Regions from separate parts of the Zea mays genome. Here region 2 is linked to region 1. Evidence: chromatin contacts called from public Hi-C data. All regions are on one chromosome and are shown on one strand. Each heading gives the region's core, a stretch centred on a gene start, on an enhancer-like site or on the middle of the called end of the contact. The rest is flanking DNA. Distances are from core to core; before and after follow the strand shown.

Evidence for each region. Hi-C and Micro-C count contacts between places; a contact is called where the count stands out from the background.
Region 2: a contact with region 1 is called in a Hi-C map of root tip, with 4 times the contacts expected there. The contact joins the promoter of LOC100281505 here to the promoter of LOC100191226 in region 1. A contact is called at or near these places in 8 of 25 Hi-C or Micro-C datasets (bundle sheath, ear, endosperm and 3 more).

What each region holds. Positions count from the first base shown.
Region 1 is chr5:59,861,751-59,867,956 of Zm-B73-REFERENCE-NAM-5.0, forward strand. It overlaps LOC100191226 (putative protein kinase superfamily protein), which reads right to left and starts at 3,103. Exons shown (of 1, transcript NM_001152528.1): 1 at 1,027-3,103. The coding sequence starts at 2,228. The coding sequence ends at 1,629. It overlaps sbp25 (SBP-transcription factor 25), which reads right to left. Exons shown (of 5, transcript NM_001365656.1): 4 at 5,935-6,201; 5 at 5,189-5,693. The coding sequence ends at 5,386.
Region 2 is chr5:60,013,951-60,019,837 of Zm-B73-REFERENCE-NAM-5.0, forward strand. It overlaps LOC100281505, which reads left to right and starts at 2,945. Exons shown (of 11, transcript NM_001154423.2): 1 at 2,945-3,332; 2 at 3,475-3,703; 3 at 3,818-3,900; 4 at 3,995-4,093; 5 at 4,182-4,275; 6 at 4,706-4,929; 7 at 5,116-5,228; 8 at 5,705-5,887. The coding sequence starts at 3,289. LOC100382664 reads left to right here. Exons shown (of 10, transcript NM_001361672.1): 6 at 1-60; 7 at 228-320; 8 at 437-556; 9 at 890-1,256; 10 at 1,363-1,763. The coding sequence ends at 1,210. It overlaps LOC100275809, which reads right to left and starts at 2,877. Exons shown (of 3, transcript NM_001403697.1): 1 at 2,541-2,877; 2 at 2,294-2,426; 3 at 1,269-2,185. The coding sequence starts at 2,649. The coding sequence ends at 2,056.

The DNA.
Region 1 (6,206 bases), core at 1,853-4,352:
AGTAGAGATGGCAATGGGTACCCGAAACCCGAAACCCGATGGGTTTTTACCTCATTAGGGTACGGGTTTGGGTCAATTTTCATACCCATGGGTTTGTTAATGGGCATAAATCTATACCCAGCGGGTTTATGGGTACGGGTTTGTTCCTATAGTACCCAGACCCGTGAACCCGTGGGTTTTTTAAACCCGACCAAACCTAGTGCATATTGTCATTTTATTTTATAAACGAACAACAAACTTGTTATTCCTTATTTACTTCATAAATTTTATCAATTGGTGAATGTATCAGTAGTCGATGAGAGTGTTGCTTGCTTGCTATTATAGGTTTTACTAGCGTTATATATGTGGTGGATGGATAACTTAGTGCAAGGTCACTTAATTATACAACTTATTATTTGTATTTCATTTTCTCTACTAATAATTTTTATACCAAATCATGAACTCGTTGTTCATTACATAAATTTTGGATCATGATATCATTAATCATTACGATACTTATTGATTATGAGAAGAACAAGTATATTGGAGATGAAACCCGCGGGTAACCCATGGGTACCCGCAAACCCGATGGGTACGGGTTTGGGCAAAATCTCAAACCCGTCATGGGTATGGGTTTTTTAATGGGCATAGATATTGTTCACGGGTACGGGTTTGGGACGGCAAAACCCAGCGGGTTTGTACCCGTTGCCATCTCTACCCAGGAGCGAGATCCAGACGCCACCGGCGATCTTCCGCCGCCCCTACGCACGCGCGGACCGTCCGGCCGTCAGGCAGGAAAACCTAGCCTCGCGCCAGGCTGCGGACCATCCGCTTCTGTGCAGAGAGCACCACCGCTAATTCGTGTTGAGTGATTGACGCCCTAAAAAGGTGTCAACAGAGCCATCGCAACGCATGCTACCTAGTAGGTTTAAAACGTAACTTCTTTTCATCGTCTAAAAAAATCATTCTCTACTATACTACTTGGTCGCCGGTGGCGCTGTACAAAAGCGTCCGAGAAAAGCTGCAGAATTGTTTTTCTATTCTTTTACAACTTTAATATATTTAAACTCCATGAATAATCGATTCGATCAAATGATTACACCAAATTAAACATGCCTCCTCCGCCCAAGCATATACCCGTACGCACCTAATTAATCCGTATGCCGACCCTACTACCTACATCAACCTCCGGTCTCACCGCGGCGCGGCGTCGGCGGCACCGGCACCGGCGGCGAGGACTGCCTCGAGCGTGGTGACGACCCTGGCCATGGAGGGCCGGACCTTGGGGTTCTGGCTGAGGCAGTCGTACGCGAGGCGGGCCACGCGCTGCAGGCCCATCTCCGAGCAGACCTCGCCCATCCGCCGGTCCAGGATCCGCTCCAACTTTTTGGGCCGGATAAGGATGGGCCGCGCCCAGTCCACCAGGCTGCCGTCGCGGCCTCCCGCCCGGCTCGGCTCCAGCGCGCGCCGTCCCACCAGCATCTCCAGCAGCACCACGCCGAAGCCGTACACGTCGCTCATCACCGTCAGGTGCCCTGCATTGCATACTATCGTTGCAGCAGCGAGCGCCGGACGCCGGCAGGCAGTGATCTCATCTACGTCTGGGAAGAAGAAGGAGGTGGTGGAGGATCGGAGATACCTACCGGTGGCTATGTACTCCGGCGCGGCGTAGCCGTAGGTGCCCATGACCCTGGTGGACACGTGCGTCTCACCGCCCATCGGCCCTTCCTTGGCGAGCCCGAAGTCCGACAGCTTGGCGTTGAATTTCTGGCAGATCGAGAGAGGCACGGTGGTGAGTCTGGTGCTTTATAATTGGTGGTCACCGGCACCGGCAGGCCGGGGTGAATGTGAACTGACGATCGATCGTACGCCAACGCATGCAATAAAAACGAACAAACCGCGTCGAGCAAGATGTTGGAGCTCTTGAAGTCCCGGTAGATGATGGGGCGGTCGGGCCCGTGGAGGAAGGCGAGGCCCCTGGCGACGTCGAGCGCGATGGCCACCCGCGTCGTCCACGAGAGTCTGCAGGAGCGGCGGAACAGGTGGTGCTCCAGGCTGCCCTTGGCCATGAACTCGTACACCAGCAGCCGGTGGTCGTCCTCGCAGCAGTAGCCGATGAGCTCCACCAGGTTCGGGTGGCTGTACTGTCCGAGGTAGCTCACCTCCGTCTGCACGCACGCACAAGCACGTCCATGGACGTCACGTCGTCGGGTCGGGGGTGAGATTGGAGATGGATGGCCGGAACACATGCATGACGCTTGCACGCGCGCAGAGATGGATGGATCGGTGCCAGAGCCCTGACCATACCAGCCACTCCCTGTCACCCTGGAGTCCCTGCGGGTTGAGCACCTTGACGGCGACCGCGGTGGACGGGTAGCCCTTCCGCACGGAGCCGTCGATGACCCCTCTGTACACGACGCCGAAGCCGCCCTCGCCGACGATCTGCCCCGGGTTGAAGTTGCCGGTGGCCTTCCTGAGCTCGTGGTAGGTGAAGAGCTTGAGGCGGCCGTACGCCGACATGGTCCGGATCTCCTCTACGTCCTTGGGCACGGACAGCACCAGCGTCCCCTCCGACCCCACCTTCCTCAGCTTCTGAGGGGACGGGGCCGCCGACGCCGACGCCGACGCCGACGCCGGCCTCGGGAACGCATCTGCACGCGTGCGCCGCGCGCGATCGGGAACGCACAGATCACATACGTCGAGCATTTTACAGACGCCAGCTCCTTGAGGTCATGGTGCATACCTCGATGGCGGGAGGAAGGGCGCGGCTGGCGGGTGTCGCCGCAGCTAGGGATGATCCAGCGGTGCATTTTCTGGAGGAACGGTATGCGGCTGTTCATTCACCTCGAGCTGGTCGGTCGGTCGGTCGTTGTCCCTCGCTCTCGCTGGCCGGCGGGGGCGGCCGACGCGAGCGACGGCAGCCTCCGACCACGCGCGCGCGCACGCTGGGGAGAGACGGTACACGTTGTGCTCTCGGCCGGGTGGATGCCGATGGAGGAGGCACGACGGTGAGCTGCTGGGAGAGACGAATGAATAGGCAGGGGCCGGAGACGAGCTAGCGGCGGGAGCAATGGTCGGAGCATGGGCGCCCCGAGCTTTTGGGTGGCCAGCCCGCCGCCTCGCGCCTTTGCCTGCTTTGCCTTAATTTGGCATGCAACAGCTAAACAGACATGAGAGCCAAACGAAATCTTGGGCCAGGTACCAACCACCATCGTGCACGCATCGTAGTGTCGTTCAGTAGCGCGGACCCAGGATTTGGATAGCTGAGGATTAAAAAAAATTAGACATGTAATATTCTCTTCGTTTTTTTATTTATCGTTATTTAGTTTAAAAATAAACTAGCGGACGATAAATATTCGAGAATGGATGTACAATATATAATTCCAGAATTTCCATAATTCGGCACCTAAACAAAAAAATAATCAAAATATCTCACAATGCATTTGATATTTTGATTCATCAGATTAAGTTATAAATTGTATAGATCTGATTATTTGGACTTCAACCTGAGAAGTAGATTGTTTTTAGTACAAATTCCAAGGTAGTCGAAGGTCTATCCGGACTATTATCCCCTGGTGCCGTCGACACAAGAAACCACATTACCAGCCATGAATTTCACTTGAATAAATTTCTCTAACGGGGCGTTTGGATCCCTTCATTTTAGAGAAATTGGAATTCACTCAATAAAGTAACTTATTTAGTTTGGAATTTGACATTCCACCACTTTCTAGAGTTCAGATATAAGCCTATCTCAAATTCATGGGGTGGAGGGTGGGAAATGATTTTATGCATTACTAGAATTGGTTTCTAATCTATAACTTACATGACATTCTTCGTTTCACTCACCTATAGTAAAAATGTAGCACATAAATATCTCCGACATCTTGCTAATAATAGTATACAAATATATTTTGCATAAAACCAAATTAGCTTAATTAATATATGCCTAAATTACTATTATTAGAATGGAATTCAATTCCAGTGATCCAAACGGGGCGTAAGAGCAACTCCAACCATTAGCCTTATAATTACGCCCCTATATTTCAAATTAGCTACGCAGTCAACTTGTTTAGGGTCCAAATTAAAGGCCCGTTCCCAACCATGTTTAGCCTTAAACCTTCATTTCGTTGCAACTACCGCCGGGCCTTTTCTATTATTTTACATTTGCCGCCATCCATTGTGCTTGTCGTTCCCCCACCCCAGTCGCCCAATGGCCGGCATTTTCTAATCTTGTTGCTCTAGCGCCGCCACAAAAACAGCTCGATCGGAGATTCAGAGACCGTGACAAAGAAAGGATCAATCCAAACTTAGTACAGACATCAGTTTGTGTTGCCTCACTTTCTGCTGCTGAAGTATATGCAAATGGATGAAATGATTTTCTACTCTCAAGTTAGCTTGGTCTGTCCATGATCTGAACATTCTACTTTCTGTTGCCGAAGCATATGTATGGACTGAAGTTTTTAAAAATCGTGGAATTTTAAAAATTTGATCCATATTTCTTAATTCTGGATTTTTTAAACCACAAATAGATCGAACCAATTTCTAGTGGTATTGAATGGACCAGTATAGATTTTAGTGGCACTGGAGAGATTGACTTTAAATTGAACTAACGGCGTTAGCTCCAAACTAACGGTAATGTCATTAAAGGGATTAAAATTTAAATTTGATGATATTGAAGGGAATCTATAAATTCTGATGGCATTGAAGATATTCATATAAGTTTGGATGACATTGAAGAGATTTTCTCATGCAAATAAGTGGATGGCATGACAATTATTATCTGTCATTGTCACAGAAACAGCTTGTTCTTTCATCACAAGTGCTGAAGCAGGAAGATGGAGAGGGGACTGACGGGAGGATAGAGAGGGGCGGCTTCCTTCCAACACGAAAATGTTTAGATGAATTTTATTAAAATAAGGCTCCTGTTGAAGCTGTCTTTTTAATGTTTAGACCCTATATTTCAATTTGTTTATATGTTTAGAGCTCCTATTGAAGTTGCTCTAATAACGACAACGCTGAAACGTGATTCGGCAGAAGCACACAGCTGATCCTAAATATTTTAAATACTGCCGGGAAAACGCGCGAAACAAATATATATATATATATATATATATATATATATATATATATATATATATATATATATATATATATATATATATATATATATATATATATATTTTTGCCTCCTATCGTTCTCCATCTCCTCACTCCTCAACCCCAAAGAGGGACTCGTCACATTATATTGTGCAAACATGTCTGTGTCCGTTCTGATCAAAAGATACAAACAAAGACTGTCGTCGCCGGCAAATTCAAGCCAGAGCGGCAGGCTAACCAACCAGATGTGTTCCCAGCCAGGCCCTCGAACTGGCATGTCACCAGTCACCGCATCACATGCGTTTCCTTTCACCATATCCGGAGGTGCGCCAGCTCCGGAATCTGCGTGGCGGGTCCGTCGACGAGCGGGGGATGATCGTCTTGCGGCCAGAACCTTCCCGGGGACGGGTCCAGAGGATGCCCGGCGGCGGCGGCGGCGTTGGAGACGGCAACGGTGGCGAGGGGCGGCAGCAATGCACCGGCGTCCGCGTGAGATGTGGGCTGCTGGATGACGGCTGAACTCGAGCCCCACGAGCCGTCTGACAGAAGAGAGAGAGCACGCCCACCTTCTGGGCCTCCGTTGTTCGAGCTGGAAGCGGCCGCCCAAGCCTCCACGCCTGAAATTGTCACGGGTGTAAAATGCGCGTCAGGTGGCTTCCACATCGGAAATCATCTAAAATGCAGTGCTTACAGGAGAATAATCATTCGAGTAATACAACAATGCGAGAGACCATCTGTGCAGTTTCTCTTTTACGAACTGTAAGGGCTCAATATGGTTTAGTTTTTTTTTAAATGCTGACAGAGTTTCCTGTTTGATCTTTTCAGGTTCAGTAATAGATCTGTAGACAGGCGAAGTACCTTGGTTAAGGACCTTTGTGCTGGTTCCCTTGAACGCCATGAACCCATCGAGATCATGATGATGTCCGGTGTGAGCCGCAGCACTAGTTATCTGGAGGGCTGAGAAATGCAGTTCATCAGGGGATGCTGTTTTTGTTGGATGCACTGGCGGATGTTTCGTCTCCATGAATTTTAAGCCTCCCAAGTTATCCCATGAAGACCCTGCATTGCTCCTCACTTGGCCATAAAGTGGTTGACTAAAGAAAAGATTTGTCCGCTGCCTTGTATCTGCA
Region 2 (5,887 bases), core at 1,695-4,194, 150 kb after region 1:
GCTTACCTTGCTTATGGTGTTCCACGGAGTGACATGAAACTGTTTTCACTGATGCAAAAGGTTTGCTAAAGGAACTCTTGCACATTAGATTTGTTTCTATGTTTGCTGGTACTCTAAGTAAATAGCATGCCAGCTGTTCAAGATCTTCATTTTTTTTCTTTGATGCTTGTTGCGTAACACGCTTTTCTTTCTGGAGAATCATACCACAGTACTTGTTTTCTGTCTAGGCTGCATACACCATTGGGGGCCACTCATTCAGCGCTGCGTTTATTGAATACGTAATTCTGAAGATGAAACCACCAAGCCATAGGCCACAGATGGTACACCACTTAACTGAAAAACCTTGCTGCACATTTAGCTGGCAGTGCTGCTTATTTCGGTTTCCTTAGGTTAATCAACACAAACAGTTCAATGTTATTTCTGTCTTTGGTTCAAGGCTCTGCTTCTTGCCCTCCAGAAGATTAAGGTACCCGAGGAGCAGAAAAAGTTCTGCATTGCGGCACCTGAGCCACTTCTGACGTTTGCTCTCAGCTGTGGAATGTATTCTTCTCCCGGGGTAAGCTCAAAGCATTGCTTTGGCTCCCTTCGCCAAGATTACTTAGATTAGCACTATTTTTTTTGGCAAACTAGTTGACTACTTGAAAGCTTTCATGATTGTCCCTAGCGCAAACATTTAGGCCCTGTTTCAATCTCGCGAGATAAACTTTAGCAGCTTTTTTTTAGCTACTTTTAGCCATTTGTAATCTAAACAGGAGAGCTAATGGTGATAATTGAAACTAAACTTTAGCACTTCAATTCATATAGCTAAAGTTTAGTAGGAAGCTAAAGTTTATCCCGTGAGATTGAAACGGGGCCTTAATAGCTGACAGATGACTAACTATCGCTGTAGGTGAAGATTTACACGGCTAACAACGTGAGGGAAGAACTTCAAGACGCACAGCGTGATTTCATTAGAGCATCGGTAGGAGTGAGTCGGAAAGGGAAGCTTCTGGCCCCTAAGATACTGCACTGCTTTGCCCGTGGCTTTGTCGACGACAACAGCTTCCCAATCTGGATCTCGCATTTCCTACCCCAGCAGCAAGCTACGTTTGTCGATCACTGCGTGTCTCAACGGCGGCAAAGTCTCCTGGGCACCCGTACTTTCGGCGTCGTTCCATTTGATTCTCGGTTTCGCTACCTCTTCCTGCCAGATGCGGGATCGTTAAATTAACTGCTATCCGAGATTCAGATGCTTCCCTGCCTAGACAACCTGAATGGTAAACTGCACTAGCCTTTAGTGTGTTTATCTCCTGTTATATATGAATTCAGTCACAACAAAAGGTTTATGTGATTGCCCTCTGCTGATATATTACATGCTTTCAGACAGCCTAACTGCCATCTGCCAACAGAAGTGATGAAGTCCAAAGCCCTGATAGACCGCTCAACAGTGTAAGAGCTGTCTCTCGAGTTACCATCATGTCTGGAAAAGTAAGTTTATATCCAGCGACCATGAGAGTATCAAGATTTGAGATAGCAGTCACTGGATTGACCCGTGTCATTGGAAGTCAGATGCATATCTTTGGAATTCCTTAATCGGTTCGTCCGTCTCGACATCTTGTCGAGTTTCATTAAAAGAAAAACTGTACATAACTCCTACTCCCAGATAAAAACTTAAGTTCATCATGGTGCTATTTATGCATTGTATCTGTTCATCATGGTCCTGACGTTCATCGCATTAACGGTTATCAAGACCACTACGCATCACTCTTAACAGCTTTTCTCGGATTTTGTTGCTAGCAAATGTCTCTGGATCCTATATGTTACTGACTGGTTTACTGTACCTTATTACCCTTGTCGCCTCTGAAGTTCTGCTTCTGGAGGCCTGGCAGAAGAACCGGATCCCATATCTAGCCTGCACCGCAGCCATGGCAGTTGCTCCAACAACTTTGGGCTTGGGCATGTTGTTCCTCTGGCCCGTCTCAGGGTCCGTCCTGCCCATCCTTGATGCGATTGCAAATGTCCGAGCACTCTATCAGGCTAATTGAACAACAAACTGATCAGATCAGAAAGTTGAGCTCACTTTGGTGACCCACGAGCAGTGGTAGCATCTGCTATAGTGAAAAGAAGAGGGGGCTGTAGTGCAGGTAGTAGTAGTACCCACCAGTACTGCCGGCTGCGGAAGCCGTCCTTGAACACCACGAGGGGCCTGCGCACACCAGAAAACAACCCAACGTGAATGAACAAGTCAAACGCACCGGCAGTACTCGTCCGCCGGTGTAGGTCCGGTGGCTGGTGTTTTTCTTTATTATTTTACCTCCTGACGTTGAGGGGCCCCTCGCCGGGCGCGCCGCCGCCGCCGCGGATGCAGGTGCCGACGCACTTGGTCGTGCACTGCAACGCCTTGGCCGACCTGGGGTGCTTGATCCGCTCTTGCTTCCCGTCGCCCCCTGCTCACCAGCTCCTCCTCCGTCAGCCACGCTGACGCTACGACTACGACATACGCATGCACAAAAGGGAAAAAGGTTGCGAAGCATGTGCCGAATGTGCGTGTCTGCACGCACCGGAGAGCGTGGGCGGGACGTTGGAGAAGGTGTCCGCCTGGGGCGCCGGGGTCGAGAGGATGGCCGCGAGAGCCAGCGCCACCACGGCCTGTGCCGCCGGCGCCGACATCCCCCGGCCCGGGTGCCTGCGTGGCCTCGGCTCTCAGGCGACGAGCCGACGCCGACGGCGAGATGGTGGCACTGGCAGTGGCAGGCACAGGAACAAGACAAGAGCGCGCGCACCGTGGTCCGTGGCCTCGCGGAATCCAGGTATAATAGACCTCTGGTGTGGCCACCGGCCAGCCACCCGGTCCCGGATCAGCCTCGCTGGCTGCCGAATCACCAGCGCTAACACAAGTGACCAGTGGACTCGCGAGTTGCGACTGGAGGAAGGAAGATACGATGGGCCCACCTGCTCCCGGGCTAGGCCGGATCTTTATCGGGCCTGCGGCACCTAGCCCAGCGCTTGCACCTCACCCAGGACGAGGCCCAGGGAGGATCCTCCCGACTCCGACGCTGCGTAGGACTCCCCGACTCCGACGGCGTCCGCCCGCGTCGCGTGCCACGCCCACGCCACGCCGGCCGCCGCGAGGAAAGAACACCGGGTACTTCCCCTTCCCTTACGCTCCAGTTTCACAAGTCGCGAGCCGTGCGTCGCGTCGACGCGAGTTCCGCGTGAGGGAGCAGGCAGTTGCAGTTGGAGGCGGTGACGAAACCCTAGGACTTGAGCTCCAGCGCACGGCTCGGGTCCTCCTCACCGTTCCCGGCGATGGACCGGCGGCAGGAGCTCTGCAGGAACTTCCAGCGCGGCAGGTGCGGAGTATTCTCCTCCCCCTCTCCGTTGCCGCGGCATGCGATTGCCTCCGGCTGTGCACATTTATTTAAGTTCAGTCGTTATGCTCGCTCTGGGTGCCCGTACCTTCTGTGGTTTTCATTCACGTCCTGGATGGTGCAGCTGCAAGTACGGATCGCACTGCAGGTTTGTGCACGCCTCCTCTCAGCAGCAGCAGCAGGCGAAGCCCAACCCGTTTGGGTTCGGCTTAGGGAGTAGGCAGCAGCAACAGCAGCAGTCTTCGTTTCGTGCGCAGTTCCAGCAGCAGCAGCAGCAGAAGCCCAACCCGTTTGGATTTGGAGTGCAAGGCAGTGCGGCTGCACAGTCCAGAAACGCTCCTGGCCAGGCAAAGGTTTGTGTTGTCTGATGGATACATAATCTGTTTTTTTATGGTTCTTTCTCACTTGTGGAATTCAGCTTGTGTAACGATCATTCCTTTATTTGACTGATGGATTTGTTGAATCAGCCATTTCAAAATAAATGGGTAAGGGACCCCTCAGCCCCAACGAAGCAACAGGAAGCGGCACAGCCACCAGCAGCAGCCCACACGTGAGTCTGCGATTCTGGGATGCTGTACTTTTGAATCCTGCTTGATTATTCCTTGCTATATGTGAGTCACCAACTTTGTGAGTTTTTTTGCCAGCTCCTGTACAGATCCTGAGTCCTGCAGGCAACAGATTGCCGAGGATTTTAAGAATGAAACTCCACTCTGGAAGCTTACGTGCTATGCTCACCTCAGGAGGTAAATAACTAACTCGTCGTGCTTCAACTAGTGGCATCTGCCTCCCTCAATGCATTGTGCTCATCTTTTTGTATTTTGTTTGTGTTAGCGGTCCTTGTGACATCACGGGAGATATTAGCTTTGAAGAGCTGAGAGCTAACGCGTATGAGCAAGGCAGGCAAGGGCATCCTCTGCAGTCAATAGTAAGCTTTGGCGCTTCCAACTTTCTTCCCGTTATCGAGTCTTGATTTGATTGGATTTTTCCAGTTGGAAGTATCAAGTATGTGATCTTCCACATTGAATTATGTGATAAAACATTCCTACAAGGGCCATGGAAAATGATATATAATAAACTGTATGAAAACCACATGTGATATTATTAAATGTTTGTGATCGTACCTTTGTGTCCCTTATTCCTGTTAGGTTTTCTAATGGTAGAGGCATGCAAAATGTACCTGCTTGAGCAACAAGACCTGTATTTATCAGAACTCAATTGGAGCTGCGCCTTTTGTAGCAACACAACAGTACTTACTTTAGTTTCTCTTATATACTGTATAGTTTAGTCATCATAGAAATGATCTTTGATGGATTTTATCAAGAATGACATCTAATTCATTTGTTTCCTTTCTTCAGGTAGAGGGTGAAAAAAATTTGAAAAATGCAAAGCTGACGGACTTTAATAATTTTCTGAACACGCCACGTCTATCGGTATCACAAACTCCAAGCTTTCCAACTGTGGCTTCCTTCCCTGAAGTGAAAAATAACTCAGCATTTGGGGTTTCTCAAAATAATGGACCACCAGTGTTTAGTAGTTTCAGTCAAATTGGAGTAACAACTAATATGGGACCTGGGTCCAGGTAATGTTCACTTGATTATCTTGGAGGTTGGGCAATATTAACCTTACTGTTATTTTTTTGAATAAACTGATGATTCCATCAGAAATTAGTGGTCTTCAAAATAATCTACAGACATTATTATCCATTTTGATCAGTCAGTTTTTGTGTGCACGTGCCATATTAAATTCAATGAGCTATCTCATGCAGAACTACACCAGGAGTCCCAACCAATACTCTTTTTGGTCAATCTACCCAACCAAGCCATCCAACATTTCCTGCACCTACTTTTGGTCGTTCTGATATGAAATTTGGAGTTTCAGGTATGTATTATTGATTAATCCGTGCAGTTACACTGCTACCCTTTATTCAACGAACTTGGTACTCAGTCAATTCAATTGTGCGTAATATAGTTTGCGTGAATGTGTCTATCCATGTCTAGTTGGTTTTTTAATCATTCTGATTCATGGCTCTTCGTTTTTGGCATATGTTTATAAAGAACTAATCATTTGATAGGTTTCTAATATATGCTAAAGATTTAGGGATAATCTTGTATATCACTTAGGACGAGCATACATTTAATTTATATACAACTTTTTTAGGATTGTAGTTGGACTCAACAGGAACTCTTTTGGACACTAATATCGAATCAGAATTAAATTAAATAAACATGCTAGACACTTATAGTTCTGCATATTCTTTTCTTTGTCGTCTTTCTTTTTCTTAATTTAGCCATTTAGGAAATATGTGATTCGGCCTATTGCTTTTGGCTGCCATTTCAACTTATAGGATTTTACAGGTCCATTTGGAAGCCAGATATCACAACAATCATCTGGGACTTTTCAAGGCTCAAACATGTCCAGTTTTGGCAATTTCTCAAAGCCTCATGCCAGCTACCAGCAGTCCCCTTCCTCCTCTAGCCATCACAGAGACATTGATAGGCAGTCACAAGATTTACTTAGTGGAATTGTGGTTCCTACAA